Linked DNA regions of Mus musculus: regions 1, 2 and 4 are each linked to region 3. Evidence: chromatin contacts called from public promoter capture Hi-C data. All regions are on one chromosome and are shown on one strand. The core of a region is the stretch at or near the end of the contact, and the rest is flanking DNA. Distances in the headings are between cores, read along the strand shown.

Region 1 (3,018 bases), core at 483-2,982, 630 kb after region 3:
TCCGCCTGCCTCTGCCTCCCAAGTGCTGGGATTAAAGGCGTGCGCCACCACGCCCGGCTCTAAGAACAGTTCTGTTTGAGGAAAATTAATTAGAACCTATTTCCTTCCAAACCCATGAGTGACACCAGATGCTGCCTTTAGATCCTGCTTTGGCTGAAAGATTCTTGCCCAGAATGCCAGTATGGGTGCCAAGAAAGAAAAATGGCAGTTGGGAGTTCGCTTTTTTTCTTGCCAGTTGCAGAATAGACCCTTTATGTGTGTGCAGATTCTCCTTCATAATGATGAAGGGATAATATGGGACAGGTGGGAGAGGGCTGGAGATGGGAAAGAGCTGGTCTGTAGCCAGCTGGGATTGGTTCTCAGGTATACGCACGGGGTAGTTGTGTGGACATGGGTGTGTGTCCAAGCACTTGGGGAAGCAGAAGTGAGCAACTTCATCTTCCCATCTACCTAAGTGTTTATATGAGGGACAAAGATGAGAAGGTAGCAATGCCTGTTCTGGGCTGAGGAGTGGCTCAGCAGGTAAAAGTTCTTGCTACTCAAGCATGAGGACCTGAGTTCAAATCTTCAGTAGCCACATGAGAAGCCAGGCATAACCATGTGTGCCTATAACCTCAGTGTTGTGGAGAATAGATGTAGAATTATTGGGGCTTGCTGGATGCCTACCAAGCTATGCATTCAATGAGAGACCCTGAGTAGGACACCCAGTGTGGTCCTGTGGCTAACAAACACACACAAGTGTGTGCAACTACTCATTCATGTGCACACACACGCCACACACATGTCTACCCTACCACCAACAGCCTTCTTGGATAGTTTGCTTTCTCCAATTTTCCCTTTTTAAGAGAGGGAAACACCGTATCAGAGATTTGATTTCATATACTGGAGCAGGAGCAGGATAGACAGGATGGCTCAGTGGGTAAAGGGCCTTACCACCAAACCGGATGGTTGGCACTATTCCATCCTTGGACCCACATAGTGGAAGAGAAAACTGACTCCTTCAAGTTGACCTCCAGATCTACACATACATACATTCACAGTAAAAAAAAAAAAAAAAAAAAAAAAAAAAAAAAAAAATTCAAATATTGCAGCAAAATCCGAGAAAAGATATTGGAGGAATAAAACACGTTTGGGTACAGCTGATACTTGTTACAAGTCCATGATGGCGTGTATGGGCGTTCATTCTCCTAGTTCCTCTACTTTAGGGCATGTTTGAAAATTTTCATAGCCGCTCGCTTTTGAAAACAGAGTGGGGAAAGGAGTTTCTCGTGAATTTACGGTGAAAACCAGAGACGCTGTGACAAATCACAGCCAGTGGGTCACATTGACTATGTATTTATGGACAGTCAGGTACCCAGAACATGTCTGGCACGTTCCTTGAGACTCTTTTGGAGAACCTGCAAAAGCCTACAAGTAAGGGAATCCCTGGCCTCCCGCAGGCTCCTCCTCTTTTTCTCCGCCCTCATGCCCCTCCCTCCGAGGAAGAGTTGCCTGGAACCTGGCAGGTGTAGGGTTAAAGCAACCAGTTTGGGACCCGCAGCGGCAGAAGCTGCAGCAGCAACAGCAGCAGCTACAGCAGCAACTGTAGGCTGCGGCTGCGGCTGCGGCTGTGGCAGGCCTGGCTCCGGGCCAGCTGGCAGGGAGCCTTAGGAGGGAGGAGGGAGGAGGGAGGAGGAAGAGGGGAAGGAGGAGGAGAGGAGCAGTGAGCAGGCCCGAGAAGGCAGGACTTCCTGGTGTGGGGGTTGTCAACAGCCCAGAAAGAGAGCCAGAGACCCAGACCGAGACGGAGCGGAGCTGAGGAGCTGAGAGATACATCCAGTGGGGCCACGTGGGAGGAGCCTTGAGAGAGAGCCACTCAAGGGACTGGAGCCAGCGGGGGGCTGAGCCGCCCCCTCCCACAGCAACAGGGAAGACCCGTGGAGTGTTAACCGAGGCTGCGCCTGGGCTCCCCCGTGGAAGCGCTGGTTTCTTCTCGTCTCAACTGCAAACTTTCCACCGAGATGCCTCGCAGAGTGAGATGCGGACGCCAGAGAACACTGGGTAGCCCTTGATTGCTGCCTGCCGTGGCCTGCTCTAGGCCGCCTTAGGATTTAAAAAAAAAAGAGAGAGAGAGAGAGAGAGAGATCTTAGTCCCCCAGGTCTTCTCTCCAGCTCAGCTCGGTGGCCGAGGCCCGAGAGGTAGGTAGTTCTCCCGGGCTGGGCGGGGCGCTTGGCTTGGCGGGCAGTGCCTAACCAGCGATGGGGGAACTGGAATGGGGGTGGGGTGGGCTTGAGGCCCGGCAGAGGCCTCAGGGTGGCCCTTTCAGGGGAGGAGCCGATTCACCCCTGTGCCCCTGGCCATGGAGATACGTGTTGGGGACGAGTTTGGATCTCAAGCATGAAATGTCCAACTTTGGGTCCCAGCTGCTTCTTCCTGTTGTGGGTGTTCTGAATTCTGTCCCCTCTGCTCCGGTCTGTCATTTCTACTTGTCTCTGGGTCTCTAGTGGCTTTCTTCTTCCTCCCTCCAGTCGGCTCCCCCGAGAGGAAGCCCCGGAGGTGGTTTGGCCCCTGCTTTTTCTTTTGCTCACGTACACACACTCTCGCTCACTTTCTGTCTCTTTCTTTTTCCAGTTTGCAAGCTCAGCTTTGGGGTTTCAGCGGCGACAGCAGCAGGAAAAACCTGCCCCTGCCCCCCCCTCCTGCCACCTCCCCTCTGTACTCCAGTCACTAACCAGGCACCCCCAAGTTCCCACAAGGCCCTCCTGCCATGTCGGACCCAGACGTCCCCAGGGGCCCCGATGTCCCTGCCATGTGGCCCCCTTGTTCCAGAGGTGCCTGAGCCCCTCTCCAGGAGCCCAGCCCCTCCCCCACCCGAGCCCAGTCCGGAGCCCCAGGGACCATGAGTGGTGGTAAGAAGAAAAGTAGTTTTCAGATCACCAGCGTCACCACGGACTATGAGGGCCCAGGAAGCCCAGGGGCTTCGGATTCCCCTGTCCCACCGGCTCTCGCTGGGCCCCCGCCCCGCCTCCCCAATGGGG
Region 2 (3,304 bases), core at 650-3,149, 510 kb after region 3:
TGTCTAGGCATATCAGTATAGCAGGAATGACCAGAGATGAGAGAGCAACTTCAGTTACTGGTGGTCAGGCAACACGGAAAGCAGACGTGGTCTTCTGTCACTACACAAGATTTTAAGCTCTCTAATCGAGCCCTGCATGAGGGTGCACACCTATAATCCCAGCACTTGAGAGGTGGTAACAGTCAGGAGTTGTTCATGGTCACTCCTAGCTACATCACCAGTTAGAGGCCAGCTAGAACTATAGGAGACCTTGTCTCTGAAAGCCAGTCTCCCTCTTTTCCTTTAGGTCACCATGCCACCCACATTGAGAAAAAAAGACTGAAATTATGGGGCCATGTTAGCCACAGCTACAGCCACATTGGTAAGCTGTGGAGGCACCCAAGAGGGAAGGGGGATGCTTAGTGGCATGCCTCACCACAGGATTAACCTTGGAAGAGCCGAGGCGATTAAGGGTGTTGGGATGCCTGTTTTCTAATGACTAGAAGCCACACAGGGAGGTTCATTAAACGCTAACATTCTTCTAAAAGCAAATCTCAAAGGAAAAAAAAATATTCTTTTACTATTATCTCTCACATCTGGGACTCCTTCCTGTATCTCAAGAAGTTTTCTGGGGTTTTTTTGTTTGTTTGTTTGTTTGTTTGTTTGTTTTTGTTTTTAAAAAAGGTTAGTTTGGAGTTATGTAGTCCAGGCTTGCCTGGAATTGACCTCGAAGTCCCGATCCTTCTGCCTCCTCTTTTTAAGAACTGTCACGACAGGCTCATGCCACCACACCCAGCTTCAAATAAGAGGTTTCCAATAGACAAAGTCTGTTATGAAAGTATGTGTGGGGGAGTTCTACTGGAGGTCTGAGATTTGTCCAGCTTCCCTTTCCTCATTTATAAAAAACCCGAGGTCTTAGCCGGGCGGTGATGATGCACGCCTTTAGTCCCAGCATTCGGGAGACACAGGCAGGAGGAGCTCTTGAGTTCAAGGCCAGCCTGGTCTACAGAGCAAGTTTCAGAACAGCCAGGGCTACACGGAGAAATAAATCCTGTCTCGGAAAAGCAACAAACAAAAAACCCCCAAAGATCTTGTTCTAGAGGCCATGAGATCCTTCGTAGTCTCTAAAGTTTGGTCTGGCCATCACAAGTCTTCTCCAGGGGGACTTTGGCAGGTCTGACGACTTTCCCTCTCTGAACTGGAAACCCCCTCACCGGTCATCCCCAGCATTCCCATTAGGGACTCAAGACTGCGCAGGAGGAAATGGTCCCTTCTGTTGAGACAACAGCCTGAGTGCTGAGTGGGGCATCCCTCGCCCTTCCTCACTTCTCGGATGCTGGTTTGCTCCCCAGTAAGCACAGCTAGTACCCAACCCTAACCCTGCACTGTCAGGCCGCCCAGCGCGCGCCTTTTACGATCTTTACCTGCGTCTCAAAAATTCTAGCTCACCCACCTCCTTCTGTCTAGCGAATGGAGCACCTCCTAGCCCATGCTATTGGTAGGCAGAACCGTCCCTCAGAGAAGAGGCCGGGACAGGTTCCTTTTGTAGGTTCTAATTGGTCTTCTTCACAGTCACTCGCCTGAATCTAGATTGCAATTGGTCTTGGTTGAAAAAGCAGGTTTGTGGTCTCTGGGTCTCTAATACCCTAAAGTTGAGACCTGTAGTCCCCGCCTCCTGGGCGGGTCTCATTGGCTCCATCTCCAGCCTCGAGAGTTGTGATTGGATGTCGCTGCGCGGGGCGGGCCGACCAGGAACCGCGGCCGTTGGCGGGGTGCTCCTCTTCACCCCTCCCTTCCCTCAGTGTAATCTAGAATTGAGAGGCTCCACCCCCTGCCGTTTTCTGATTGGGCACTTCTAACGCGTCTCTGGTTCATGATTGGTCCGCGGAGTTCCTGACCCTCGCTTCCTCCCTTCAGTGGGGACTACGGCGGCTCCGAGGAGGGGGAAGGGCGAGAAGGGCCGGCCGGTGCCGTCAGTCAGGCAGGGGGAGCCGCCGAGAGCGGATGGCGGCAGCAGTAGCGGGCCCACTCGCCGCCGGGGGTGAGGAAGCTGCAGCTTCAGTGTCCTTGCCAGGGTCTCCTGGTCTACCTGGGAGCCGTAGCGCAGAACGAGCCCTAGAGGAGGCTGTGGCCACCGGGACCCTGAACTTGTCCAACCGGCGTTTGAAGCACTTCCCCCGGGGCGCGGCCCGCAGTTACGACTTGTCAGACATCACCCAGGCTGGTGAGTTGCGCTGGTGCCCAGAGAGCAGGGGACCCATACTGGACTGCGACCCTCATTTGCATAGCCCCGCCTCGCGTTCGATTGGGCCCACCCCTTCACCTGGCAGTCTTGAACGCTCGCCCCTTGGGATTGGCATTGAGCCCGCGACCTCCCCTCCCCTGTGTAAGAACCACTGGACAATGAGTTCGCTTCAAGAGTGCACAGAACACTTTTGGCCGAGCTCTAGGAGACTCTTCCCCTTTATTTGCATATTGCGCACCTGTAGCATGGTCCCGCCCCTCACCTGGTTGGCTTCTTCAACCCTAGATCTGATCAACCCTTAAAGCAAACTTCCATGTAGAATCTATCATTAATCGCTACATTTTCACCCTTTTAGTCGTTTCCAACGTCTTTCTCACCCGTCCACCACAATCCCAACAAGCCCCGTTATCTCTTTCCTAAAGGGTCGCTCCTAACAACCCGACGTTTCTGCTTGCTTTTCCGTAGTCTCCCCAAGTCCCAGCCCCTCTCCGCCGTCCACCCCAGCCTATCTATGTGAAAGAAGTGAATCTCTCGCCCTTAACTTTCCACCCATTATCCCCCTATCCCCTTTCTCTTCTTCCTGGTTTTATGAGGTCACTGTGGAGTTTGTGATCTCATAGGAACCCTACAATTCTGCTTTCCCCTTAGGGGAGAAACTTGAGGCAGCTTGCTGAAAGGAAGGACATTGTATCTCTTAGCTAGGAGTGCTGACCTCCTGGAGACTCTCCAGTCCCTGCCCTCAGGACCCCTCTAATCATGTCCACCCCACCCTGGTGTGTGTGTGTTTGGGATCCCACTAATCATGGACACTCTACCCTTGGGTCTGCTATGGCCAGGCACTGGGGACTGTACTATGACAGGTGAGTCAGGCTGCTTAGGAGGCAGCCTATGAACTTGGGCTGGCAGCTGAGGGCGGGGAATCACAACAGAGGGCTACATTCCGGGAGCCCCACCCCAGTCTGGGCTGGAGTGTTAGGGCCCCTTCTGCTCCTCTCATCTGGTCCAGGGCTGGATCAAGCTGGATCAAAGAACACATTGCTCCAGTAGGTTCCTGCCCACCTGCAATTGTACCAGGCTGGC
Region 3 (3,436 bases), core at 576-3,075:
GTCTCCGGGAGCTCTGGCCTTGACAAGATCCAAGAGCCCATTGACAAAGAAGTTGGTCTTAAAGGCGGCCACCCCTTCGGCGGGTACAGGCACAATCTCCCGACACTCGGGGCAGCGGACCTGACCACCGATGTCCAGTTGTGCCAGACAGTCCTGGCAATAGGTATGTAGGCATGGCAGAGTCTTGGGTGTGTGTAACTGCTCCAGGCAGATTTTACAGGCTAGGAAATCGCTGCTCAGAGCTTCCAGCAGAGTTGGGGAGGAGTCTTTGGAGTTCATGCTATAAGGGAAGGGGCAGAAGTCAGAGATACCTGGGCCAAGTCCCTAGCTTGGTCCTGTCTTCCCCCGCCCCACAAACACACTTCATCCTAGCCCCTCCCCTACTCTTTCCTGGTGTCCACACTCACCTGGATGTTTGGTACGTTCTGGCTTGTGGGAGGCACTAGATACCAGGGGAAGGGTTTTTTTCTTCCACTTTGTTCTCTTTACAGACACTCACCAAACGTAAACATGCGACCGGCTGTAGGAAGTGCTGAGCCTGTGGGAAAGATGAGACCAGGTAGCCCCCAGGCCTCAGAGATAGAATACTCTAATTAGTAACATACCAGGTCAAGGGCCAAAGGTAGGTGTAGCCCAAGCCCTTCCCGTCTCATGTAGCCCAGGCTGGCCTCAAACTTGGCCAAGTAGCCCAGGATGACCTTGACCTTCTGAACTTCCTGCCTCCACTTCCGGAGCCCTGGGAAGTTTATGTAGCACTGGAGAAGCAACCTAGGGCTTCTTGTGAGCTAGGCAGCCCTGCTCCTGGGTCTAGCTCCAAGCTTGTGCTCCTCCTGCCTCAGTCTCCTGCGTGCTCACATCACAGGCAAGCACCACCACGTTCACCTTGCCATGGGTCCTGTTATCAGTGGGTGCTAGGACTCAAGGGGCAGCCAGGAAGGACACACAGGTCAGGGGCATGCGAGCACTGTGCTTTTCGATGTTGGACAGGGTCCCGCAGTCTTTGTCCATCCATCTGTCTGGGAGGGTGTCCTGGGAGGGTGGAAGGGGCCCTACTTCCTGCCCCATCTAGCTTTGAAAATAACAACAGATCAAGATGAAGGCTCAGGGAGAAAAAGTTCATCTCCTTCCTTTTCCTGGACCTGGGGGTCATGTAGATCTGGCCTGACTCCTGGAGTCCTCTAATTTTACCATTCCTACCAAACTCATTCTAGAATCCCCTGGAGGGAAGGTACTGTAAGTCCCCAGCACGGTGGCGACTTAATAAAGAAAGCTGGAGCCCGAGACAGGAAGCTTGCCACAAATTTGAGGCTAGCCTGGGTTTAAAAGTGAGTTTCAGGACAGCCTGGGGCTACAATAGTGAGTTCTGGTTGAGCTTGCCCTACAGAGAGATCTAGCCTTGAGAGAGAGAATGAGAGCGATCACTTTTCTTTTTCCCCAGTGTTGGGAGGAAAAAAAAACAAACAAACTCGGAGTGGGGGGTGGGGGTGCGGTTGTCTACACTCAGTGAGTGTAGGATTCAGGACACAAGGTGGGAGGTGGGAGGCTGAGGGACAGGGCCTGGCTCCAAGCTTGTCCTCCCAAGCTTCTCAGGTCCCCTCTGCCCTCTCTCCCCTCCCTTCCTTTCCCTCTCCCGGGCTTTCTCACTTCCCCTTTCCTCCCTCCCCTCCCCCCAGGCTAGTCTTTCTGGGTGCTGGCTCTTAACCCCATCCGCCTTCCCGGGCTCTCCTTACCCAGCCACAGCTGATCCTGGACTCTCCCAGCAGGACCGGGGAGCCCCGAAATCCCGCTACCGCCAGCAGTTGACTACCTGCAAGAGAAACAAAACTGAAAGTAATCGTACTGTGGTGGTGCAACTTCCGTCCCCGGCCCGGGACAACTACTCTGGGGCGCAAGCCCCGCCTTCCTCACCACTCCACCCTGGAACCCTCCCTCCCCTCTGGCCGGGGCAATAAGGCCAGACCCGACTCCAGCAGGAAGGTCTGGGGGCTACAGGTTAGGGCGACTGGTAGCCCCAGGCTCAAGCTGTCAGCTTGTGTGTGTGTTGCAAACAAGACACTGCCCCAGAATCTATTCTCTGAGCATGTTTATCGGGTCAGGATGTTTATGTGTGGCAAGGAATGACAGATGAGCGATTGGGCCAGTGGGCGAGGCTCCTCGTGGGTCCTTTGCTAACCGTTGAAGCTGTGAGCCCCAGATAAGAACATTTCCAGAGCTTAGCGCAGTCTTTCTGGAGGAGGCTGTCTAGAGATGTGTTTGAGGAGGTCTCGGAGCATTTGGGGGCTTTCCCGGGGCAAGAGCGTTCTGAGAGCAACAGGTGTGCAGGGACAGAGAAATGACATCCGAAATCCTCAGCCTTCGGTGGTGGGCCACAGCTGTAATCCCTGCGCTGGGAGCTGGAGGCAGGAAGACCAGAGGTTCCATGCTAGCTAGCCTCAGATACTTGGCAAGTTTAAGGCCTGTGAAGCTTGAAAGAATCACAGGGGACCGTGTGAACCGTGGAAGACAACAGACGTTGTAGAGGGAGGAATTGACTAACATTGTTGGATGCCACAAACCAGGTAGTCAATCAAAATGAGGACAGGAAGTCATTGGGGTGGTAGCAGACCTAACATGGTTCACCTTGTCGATCTCCCTACCCTTTTATTCTCTCCCCCAAATTTTTGCTTCATGCTGGTGTAAAAGCAACATATTCAGAAAAAAAAATGTACTTTGGGTGTTTTTTTTTTCTTATGTATATATTTAGACAAAGTCTCGTTATTTAGCCCAGGCTAGCTTCAAGATCCTTCTGCCCCAGCCTCTTGAGTGTTGGTATTTCAGGTGTGTACCACCACCTCCATCTTTGGAAATTTTTTTTTTTTTTTTTTTTTTTTTAGCCTAGAAAAAAAAGTACAATTCCAAGGGGAAGGCCTGGAAAAACCAGACAGCACAGAAAGACAAGAGAGATTAAGGTTGCACTGGGGTGGACTCACCCCCATATGGCTCAATGGCTTACAGTGGTAGAAAGCTCGCCTGGTATGCCCGAGGCCCTGGATTACACCCACAGCACCTAATAAACTAGGCATAACCCCAGCACTTGGGAGGCAGAGGCTGGAAGATCTGGAGTTTGAGGTCATCTTCAACATATAGCGAGTTCCAGCCAGCCTGAGACATGTGAGACCTTGTTTCAACAAACAGAAAAGGATGTGGGCTTTGGAACAGGGGACACCAGAGTCCCTCGCTCTCAAGCCTGGTAACACCTCTTGCCAGCGGAAAAGCAGGAATTCCAGCAGAGTGAATTCCTTTGCTGTGAAGGTTGCCGACTTGAGAGATTCCAAATAACAGCATTAAAATAGCTCTGATGGCAAGATGGCTCAGCGAATAACGGTGCCTGCCACCAAACCTGAGGACCAGCGTCAGTTCCCAGAACCCACCTGGCAGGAGGGGATTGACTCCACAA
Region 4 (3,070 bases), core at 109-2,608, 530 kb after region 3:
ATTGCTCCCCAGCCGCTTCATGGCAGCCAGGACTGTCTCATGAATGCTTTGGGCCACCACTGCATCAGGAGCCTGCAGCCAGAGCTCACCAGGACCAATGGGCGCTGAGCGCCCGAGTTCCAGGAAGAAAAAAGAGTCTGCGTGGCCACAGCGGCGCACACTGAGCAAGGACAAGCGCAGGACTGGTGGTGGCGTTGCCCGGCTGTCTCTGGAACCTTTGCTTCCAGGCTTTCGCAGGAGGCTCAGGGCCCCAGAACCCAGGCACAGGCGATAGCTGCCGCTGCTCAGGCCTTGTGCTCTCCCCAGCCCCTTGGACCGCAGTGTCACAGGCCAGACGTCCTGGAATGGGGCGAAGATCCAAGACTCAGGGGCCTCTTGGGGACTGAAACCTGGAGAGAATTGGCAAGTCACCGGGAGGCAGGGGTTGGGGTCACCGGGTCCCAGGTGACCAAGACGTTTTATACGTCTTTTTTTTTTTTTTTTTTTTAGCTTAAGATTTGAACCTCAGGCCGGGCGTGGTGGCGCACACCTTTAATTCCAGCACTTGGGAGGCGAATTTCTGAGTTCGAGGCCAGCCTGGTCTACAGAGTGAGTTCCAGGACAGCCAGGGCTACACAGAGAAACCCTGTCTCGAAAATAAAAAAGATTTAAACCTCAGTTGATCTGAGGGAAATGGGTTCAAGATAAACTAAGTCGGCAACCCCCTGACCTCCCCGTCGCTCACCCAAGGCTCACCCATAGCAGTAGCAGCAGCGGCTGCGGCGGTGGCGCGCACCTCGAGCAGGGCGCTGTACCATGCTTGCTGCTCTGCTTCGCTGGCCGCCGCCACGCCCAGGCTGCTGTCGCTGGTATAGATGACGATCAGGTGGCGCTGACGGGCATCCGCGCGCTTGCTAATAGTGCAGGCACCCTCCAGGCTAACGGTACGCCGGGGTCTAGGTGGGCGGCAGCCGCTGGCCAAGAACTTCTTCTCGCTCTCGTAGCACTCCAGGCGTGGTGGGTCAGCGCGCAGCACGAAAAAGCGGCGGCGCTGGGACTTCTGCTTCCTCAGATGGCCACAGAGCCGCACGTCGGGCAGGCAGGGCCAAGGAAACGGTGAGCCGAGGGACACGTCGGTGCACTCGCCCCCGGAGGAGACTGTGGGGCCCGTACCTGCAGGCTTCATTTCCAGCCAAAGACAGTAAACTGTCCCCAGAAGGACTGATTTGAATGGGTCTGGCCCCCTGAGCTACCACCCGCTTGGAACAAGTAGCCCTGGGAAACTGCAGCCGGCCTAGCTGCCCTGCATCTCTCCACGCCCTCTCCTGACTTGGAGTGAACAAGGAGCCTGTACACAGGAGTGCGTGTGTCCCAGTGGCCAGTGACACCAGGACTCCTAGGTCTAAGGGAGGCTGACCTAGCTGGGTCAGCCTCCTTGTTGGAATCTCCACCCCTTCAAGTTAACCCTCCCACGCCCGAGTGCAGGAATTTGAGTTTAGGATTCATAGGCTAGAGTAGGAGCCCTGCACCGCTGGGACCAAACTTTCACAGGGGCGGGGAGTGAGGGGGGGCATCTCTACCAATCAGCTGACTGGATGTGGGGGTGGAGGAGTACCGCCAGAGGCAGCCCGGGGCAATCTCGAAAGCCAGAAAGCCAGGGTGCAGAAGAAGCGGCTGTGGTTAGCAGTGATGGCACTAGTAATTAGAAGAGTGGCCTGGCCTAGCGGGCCATCCTGATAGCGGCAGTTCTCCAGGGAGGAGCCTCCGAACTGAGCCTCTAGTTGTATAGGTCCTCAGTGTTCTTTCCTTTCCTACCCAGAGATGATCTTTGTGTCTTTGCTTCTGAGCTATCTGAGTTTGGGTTGATGGATACCCCAGGATAGGAAAACCAAACTAGATTGGTCTCTGGTAACCAACCGCACCCCCACCCTCTCCAGATTCCCACGCATGCAAATGTCCACTGAAGGATGTGTGAAAGAGGACTTAGTCTCTCAGAGACACCTTCCTCAAAGTGCCCCTGACCACCAGCCAAATGCCAACTTGAACCTGATGGTGGCTGTGGTCACAGGAGCTGGGATCCTGTGGCAGACGTCCTGGTGAGCCCGTGTATCCTGAGAGGTTTGGGTGGGGCTGGAGATCATAGGCCACAAATGCACATGCTTATTGGAGGCTGGAAGACAACCTCTCGTATTCCTCAAGAGCGATCCCTCTTGTTTTTGAGACAGGCTCACTAGAACTTGTCTAGTAGGTTCGATTTGCAGGCCTGGAAGGCCTCAGGCCTATCATATGTCTGACTCCACTTCCCCTGCCTGAGGTTACAGTGCATGCTACCACACCCAGCTTGGAAAATAGTACGTGTGTTGTACAGGCTGTCCCCTGCATGTGGTCAGAGGTCAGCTTTTGGAAGTGGGTCCTCACCTTCTACCTTTTTTTGTTTGTTTGTTTTTGTTTTTTCGAGACAGGGTTTCTCTGTATCGCCCTGGCTGTCCTGGAACTCACTTTGTAGACCAGGCTGGCCTCGAACTCAGAAATCCGCCTGCCTCTGCCCCCCAAGTGCTGGGATCAAAGGCGTGCACCACCATGCCCGGCTAGCCTTCCACCTTTTTGAAGCAGGGACTCTCTCTGCTGCCGCACTGTGTACCCCAGGCATTTAAAGATAGTAGTGGCCATTATTTTTTTAGGCAGGGTTTCTCTGTAGCTCTGGCTGTCCTGGGACTCAGAGAGCTGCCTGCCTCTGCCTTCCGAGTCGTGTCCTGTTGTAGTCTTCTAGCTTGCTCTAGAAGTGCTGGGGTTGTGATGGACTGGGATTCTACTTTCCATGTGGGTTCTGATGATCAAATTGGGGCCATTGGATCTGCACAGCAAGCACGTTTCTAATTAGACTACGTCCCCAGCCCCTTGGATATTTTGTTTCTCTACATTAGGGTCACATGGGGGTGGGGAGTGGTGTGACACATTCTGACAAAGCTTAGTTGACAAGTCATGGTACCTTAGCAGACCTGCCAATGCCCTAATGTCGTGGCCAGCAAAATCCATGTGGGGAAAGATAACGGTATACAGAGAAGAAAAGGCCAAGCCCTGAGACCCTGGT

The links. Promoter capture Hi-C pulls out the DNA fragments that hold promoters and counts their contacts.
Region 1: a promoter capture Hi-C map of the HPC-7 cell line shows a contact between it and region 3, with 2.5 times the contacts expected there. The contact joins the promoter of Tsc22d4 here to the promoter of Trim56 in region 3. A contact is called at or near these places in 16 of 39 promoter capture datasets (the 3T3-L1 cell line, the C10 cell line, the HPC-7 cell line and 9 more), 2 of 484 Hi-C or Micro-C datasets (both in embryonic stem cells), 4 of 115 datasets of contacts at active chromatin or transcription factors (acute myeloid leukemia, astrocytes, embryonic stem cells and 1 more) and 1 of 9 other capture datasets (embryonic stem cells).
Region 2: a contact with region 3 is called in a promoter capture Hi-C map of neural stem cells. The contact joins the promoter of Lrch4 here to the promoter of Trim56 in region 3. A contact is called at or near these places in 8 of 39 promoter capture datasets (the C10 cell line, cranial neural crest, hippocampal neurons and 4 more), 2 of 484 Hi-C or Micro-C datasets (B cells and embryonic stem cells) and 5 of 115 datasets of contacts at active chromatin or transcription factors (bone marrow-derived dendritic cells, embryonic stem cells, memory CD8 T cells and 2 more).
Region 4: a contact with region 3 is called in a promoter capture Hi-C map of 3T3-L1-derived adipocytes, with 2.2 times the contacts expected there. The contact joins the promoter of Irs3 here to the promoter of Trim56 in region 3. A contact is called at or near these places in 19 of 39 promoter capture datasets (the 3T3-L1 cell line, 3T3-L1-derived adipocytes, the C10 cell line and 11 more), 1 of 15 datasets of contacts at CTCF or cohesin (pro-B cells), 8 of 484 Hi-C or Micro-C datasets (the G1E-ER4 cell line, the N1E-115 cell line, cardiomyocytes and 3 more), 5 of 115 datasets of contacts at active chromatin or transcription factors (acute myeloid leukemia, bone marrow-derived dendritic cells, embryonic stem cells and 2 more) and 2 of 9 other capture datasets (embryonic stem cells and pancreatic islet).

What each region holds. Positions count from the first base shown.
Region 1 is chr5:137,744,237-137,747,254 of GRCm38.p6, forward strand. It overlaps Tsc22d4 (TSC22 domain family, member 4), which reads left to right and starts at 1,733. Exons shown (of 5, transcript NM_023910.6): 1 at 1,733-2,178; 2 at 2,612-3,018. The coding sequence starts at 2,880.
Region 2 is chr5:137,627,224-137,630,527 of GRCm38.p6, forward strand. Lrch4 (leucine-rich repeats and calponin homology (CH) domain containing 4) reads left to right here and starts at 1,900. Exons shown (of 18, transcript NM_146164.2): 1 at 1,900-2,203. The coding sequence starts at 1,984. It overlaps Gm20605 (predicted gene 20605), which reads left to right and starts at 1,900. Exons shown (of 22, transcript NR_033148.1): 1 at 1,900-2,203.
Region 3 is chr5:137,114,382-137,117,817 of GRCm38.p6, forward strand. Trim56 (tripartite motif-containing 56) reads right to left here and starts at 1,826. Exons shown (of 3, transcript NM_201373.4): 1 at 1,731-1,826; 2 at 408-572; 3 at 1-280. The coding sequence starts at 279.
Region 4 is chr5:137,644,356-137,647,425 of GRCm38.p6, forward strand. It overlaps Irs3 (insulin receptor substrate 3), which reads right to left and starts at 1,359. Exons shown (of 2, transcript NM_010571.3): 1 at 736-1,359; 2 at 1-389. The coding sequence starts at 1,165.